2 separate regions of the Astyanax mexicanus genome follow, and region 2 is linked to region 1. A link is a contact called in public Hi-C data. All regions are on one chromosome and are shown on one strand. The core of a region is the stretch at or near the end of the contact, and the rest is flanking DNA. Distances in the headings are between cores, read along the strand shown. Region 1 holds the start of rgcc (regulator of cell cycle). Region 2 overlaps vwa8 (von Willebrand factor A domain containing 8).

The links. A called contact is a pair of places that touch in the nucleus more often than the background predicts.
Region 2: a contact with region 1 is called in a Hi-C map of muscle, with 5 times the contacts expected there. The contact joins the enhancer-like site here to the promoter of rgcc in region 1. A contact is called at or near these places in 3 of 3 Hi-C or Micro-C datasets (blood and muscle).

What each region holds. Positions count from the first base shown.
Region 1 is chr11:27,773,122-27,775,821 of AstMex3_surface, forward strand. rgcc (regulator of cell cycle) reads left to right here and starts at 1,440. Exons shown (of 5, transcript XM_007251701.4): 1 at 1,440-1,604; 2 at 1,750-1,923. The coding sequence starts at 1,571.
Region 2 is chr11:27,817,086-27,819,785 of AstMex3_surface, forward strand. vwa8 (von Willebrand factor A domain containing 8) reads right to left here. Exons shown (of 45, transcript XM_022668571.2): 45 at 669-2,700. The coding sequence ends at 2,678. Among protein-coding and RNA genes, the nearest start is that of rgcc, 44 kb to the left of the region's middle. Within about 2 kb of position 1,401, the one cell type or tissue checked has an H3K27ac peak away from gene starts, as active enhancers do.

The DNA of each region.
Region 1 (2,700 bases), core at 190-2,689:
ACGAAAAGAAAAAAAAGCTTAATTTACCATGAAGATGCAAGAAGTCTTGAGAACCTATTGCATTCTAAAACGTATTTCTATCATAAATGCAGTTACTGTTTCAAACCAGCAGGTGTCCCTACAAACTCACTATTATAGAGGAGAGGCTTCTCGCGCTGTAGGCTAAACAGAGTCTGTAGAACAGCAATATATTTTATTATATTGGTTTTCTATTCAGATTAACCCACACTGTTGGAAAAAATAACGAATGAACAGCCCTTTAGTATGGACTAAAAAATATATTTTTTCTCATTTTTTATATAAATGTTATTGAGTTAATGTGGTCCCGGAGTTCCCACTTAAAACTTATGTCCCTCCCTCCCTTAAATGAAAAAATATATATGGGCATACATTTAGATTATATACCTTCTCATTCAATGTTTGTTATGAAGGAACACACAAAGAATCATGTAGTAAACCTTTCTGAGGCGGTGCTGATGAGAGCCAGTTTTATCGTAAAGCTTTTAATAGTCTTTGCGACTGCACTTGAGGATATTTCAAAGTCCTTGAAATTTTTTGGATAAACTGACCTTCATTCTTATATATATTTTTTTACTTAGTTGAGTAATTCTTGCTATAATATGGATTAGAACATTACTCAATCAGGCTATTCACTGCGTATACCATGACTAAGTTATAACTGATGCTCTCAAACACATTAAAAGGCAAGAAATTCAAGTAATTTACTTTTGACCAGTTCAGCACAGCTGTTAACTGAAAGCCTTTCCAGGTGGCTCTACCTCATAAAGATGACGTAGAAAATTCAGCCAAAAAATCTAAAATTTAAAACAGGTTCTGGTTTGTTTAACACGTTTTTGTTTAGTAAATAAATCCAAATGTTTTGTTTTATAGTTTGGATGACTTAAGTATTAATCTACTATGCAGATGTTTACAAGGCACTGAATTTAAGATGTGTCCAAATGTATTTTATAAGACACTATTAATCCCAGGGCAAATTTCACATATTACTGTAGCCCAAGGTATAGAAAAGGCAAACACAGTAGCAAAGAAATTCTAACAATATTACACAATGTTTACATAAGTCAAAAGTTTTAAAATAAAGACAGGGAATAAAATATGTGTATATATTTGTCTATTAATACACAAATACATATAAATATATTTATTTCCTCTGTGTGAATGATGATGACTGTACCTCGTGTTAATGTGTAAGGTATGTGAGGGCAGGGTGGACTCCTGATTATAAATAAAGAGGAACTGTATGTTACGGGCTGCATGTTTATTCAGTTTACTCACACTCAGAGGAGAAATGACGGCACGCTGTGTGAAGAAGGAGCTAAAACCGGCTGCGGGGCTGAAGTTTACCTCACGTTCCCCACGCCTCCGCCTCGGGCCACGCCCACCGGCGGGAGGCGGGGAAGATTTAAAAGCGCTCAGGCTGCTTTTACTGCAGCAGGAGTGCGTATAGAGCTCAGAGCGGAGAGCGCGCGGGGGCACGAGCGACACTTTTACTGATTTGGATCATTATTTTGGAATAGTTCTGGGATAGACAGCAGCTACCTGACCCAGCATGAAGTCTCCAAAGATGAAGTCTCAGAGCAAGTGTGAGTTCAGTAGTGAGCTGTAGGGCACTTCTCCACCCTCGTGGTGGAGCTTTAGGACCTGTACAGGTTTAGTTTATCATACATATATTTAGTTCAGTTTAAGGTATACTGAAGTGTTAAACTTTGTTCTTGCTGTTGTTTCCAGCCTTTCTGGAGGAGGACGATGACCTGAACGCCGTGCTGTGCGAGTTCGACGCCGTTATCGAGGACTTCACCTCCCCCATCGAGAAGAGACACTTCAGATACGACGAGCACCTCAAGACCATGAAGAGGAGGAGCAGCGCCAGCGTCAGTGACAGCGGCATCAGCGACTCAGAGAGTGAGTGCTGCTGAGTTACTCACAGATAGTCACACACTCATCCTGAGAGGATTATACATGCAGTGATATCACTGATAAGATTAGCAGTAAAAAAGAACTAACTGTACTGGAGACTGTGAGGAGGCTTAGAAAGCTGCTGCTGCTCTTGCTGTTGTGCTTCATATTCACTAACCTACCCAGCTAACACATTTTTAGTTGGTAGAACGTTTTCTGGTCAGTGTAACTTAACGCTTATTAATATAATCTTCTGACTGTTCGAGAAGTAAAAACTCATTTTTTAATGTAGTGCAGTGTACAAGAAGTAAGTGGTTATCCATTTTTCCAATTTTAGTTTTTTCAGCCCCTCACAATTGTAATTTCAGGAAAATTTATTTTCTTTATTTTCTGATTTTTCCATTTTTGCATTTTGCAAGTTGGGTTATAACATCAGATTTGTGTTACAAGACACAAAATCTGAGAAATCTGAAAATTGAGAGAAGATTTGCCTTTTCATTTTTCTTGAAATTCTATTTGCATCAGCTACCTTTCCCCACATCACTCCAAAGGGTGATGTCGCTCAGCACAAGGCGTCTGTGAGCTGATGTATCAGAACCGAGTCGCTGCGCTTTCCTCCGAGCGCTGTGATGCTACTTAGCAATGCTGCATCAGCAGCAGTTCTAAAAGAGGTGGTGGCTGACTTCACATGTATCAGAGGAGGCATATGCTAGTCTTTACCCTCCTGGTGTTGAGGCATCACTAGTGATAGGGGGAGTCCTAATGAGTGGGTTGGGTAATTGG
Region 2 (2,700 bases), core at 151-2,650, 44 kb after region 1:
AGAACCCTGAGGGTTCTGTTGAGCCAGGACGATATTAACTAGCGGTTTGTCCCACGTAGCTTCTTTTAACATGGTAAATGTCCAGGTTACAGTCTGACATACTCACCTCTGAACAGCAAAAGAGCTAGCACTGTGGTTAGCGGCTAATGCTAACGTTGTTTCACCAGTGCTAGCCAGGGTTAGCAGCAGGCTACAGCCCGATAATACTCACCCTCTGGACAGCCAAAGAGCTAGCACTTAGTGCGGTTAGCAGCTAATGCTAATACTGCTGGAGAACTAAACTGAAACTGCTTCTTACAACCTGACTGGTAAAATGTGCACACCTTATAGTGCAAAAAATACAGTAAGTTAACTGATACCAAGCGTGAAAGGTGATGCTGAATGTTTTATTTTGTTTCAAATATTAATGTAAGTGTAAAAATAAACTTGTACCTGCTACTTTTGGTTTGTCCCTGCTGGCATTTCTTCCTAGTTTCACTGATACTAAAAAACTGTAGAGGAAAAATACTGGTTGTGCTTCAAATATCAAACATAACACAGTCAGCAGGGCGCTGCTAAAGATGAAAAGGTATAGAATGCAGCTCCAGTCATATTTCCCACCTTTTCCTTTTAATTCCCAGAGGTCAAGTGAAGACAACAGTGCTTATTGTGAAGCTTTATTTGATCTCTTTTTTTTAAAATTCTCAGTAGACAGTTGATTTAATCTCTATTAACAGACCATTTTACAATCACAGGATATGACCATGTACGTAAGCACATCATACATCCATGAAACAATCTCTGGAAACATCTGAGTGGATCTTGAAGAATGTAATGCATTGTATAGAGTTAAACCAATCTATGCAGTTACTATGAAGTATGAACAGTGGTAGTCTTAGAATAGTGACTAATGAATTCAGCTTGCGTTTGGCAAGTGTAGTGGCTTATCCACAGATGTTTGTACACACACACACACACACACACACACACACACACACTAACAAACATTTTCCTTCTCTTCCTCTTTGGGTTTTTGCCCTTAAATGCACTGCAGAGCTGCTCCACTACACACAACCCACTGTTTTGTATGAAAACACACGTGACCAGCAGCCAAATCCATCTTTTTCCTCCATCACACACACACACACACACACACACACACACACACTCCCTGTTCCTGCCACCTGCTGTCTCTCTCTCTCTCTTTCTGTCTCTCTCTCATTCTCTCTCCACAGCAACTACTTGGCCAGCACCTATAAATTACAATCCTACTTTCTCCCCAGCAACACCCGACCACTGTGGTGCAGCCGGAGCCTAAGAGTTGGAATCCTGTGGCCCTCCTGAAGAAGAAATGTGGAGAGGTGCGTGGAGGCCCGGCTGGGGCTTCAGAGCATCCAGCAGCAGCGCAGGAAGGAAAAGGGCCGCTCTGTTGACATACACTGAGCACAGGACGCACAGGAAACACACACGCATCCCGAAAGAGCCGAGGATTTCTGGGCCGGGGAGGAGGGGACTGCGGGACCTACGCAGGCGGCAATGAAGTAGTGCATGCAGTCATGTGGGGAATGCCAAGGGTCAGGGTGGCAACATTCCAATCTGCGCCGCTACTGCCGACCGCTAAAGCCAACAGGTCAGAGGAGACAGGAAGTGGAGGGGTTTAAAAAAAAAAAAAAAAGCTCGCTCAAGTTCATTAAAAAAACAGGACATGCAGAGGGATGTAATCCAGAGAGGTAAAAATACCCTCAGCTCTGTCTGCCAAAACAACACACACTTTATCTGGCTAGTGAAGTGAGTGAGCTGCTGCTGCTTTTCCCTTTAACGTGAACTGCTGTTTCCAATCCTGCACCGACGCCAAGCGCCAAGTAAAGTATTCATGGCAGGCAGATCATAAGAGACTCATGCCTCACGCTGTCAATCACTTCCTTCTCATGGTGTGAAAGATGATAAGATGATGAGGTGCACTGAAGCTAGCACGTTGCTGGACACTGGAGGTGGCGTGGCTCAGGAACGTGGTGTAAAATTGCACTTGAGGTTCTTGTTTCTCTAGATGAGAAGGAGAGCTTTATGGGACATACTCAGGGGTGGGTGACTGAAGGAGGGGTGGGATGTTTCTCTCCCTCAGCCTCTCCCTCACAGGATGTGTCCACTTTGCAATCACGAGGTGAGGAGAGGCTCCTGGGAAAGCCCAGATAAACACCAGGGCTTGCGCAATACTGATCTCTTATAACAGGGTGAAAGGTCAGACATTACAGTTGGATATGAATGCTGTGTTTTAGATTGATAGACCAAACAAATGAAAAGAATGAACACATTAACAGTCCAGATTAATTCAATGTATTAACAGCAGCAAATTATCAAAAACAACAACAGTAAACTAACAGCAACAGCAGTAAATTAATATAACACATCAATAAATTATTGAATCATTGAACAGTCTTGACTAAACCTCTTTTTTTTACTTCAGGATGTTACTGGATAATATGCCTTATGCGGCTACAGTTTAAGCAGTTCAAAATTAACAGTTAAAATTTTAAATGTGCCAACCCAACCATCATAGCCTCCCCTGCAGATATAAACAGTTGTGTGGCAGAAACTGGAACGTGTAGTGCTGGAGAGGCCTTGACGTCAGTACAGGTCAGGAGAACGCCCACCCAGATCCAGAGTGGAGTATGGGTGGCAGTATTTCAGATGGGGCTGCTCAGGCATTGGACAGCATGGTGG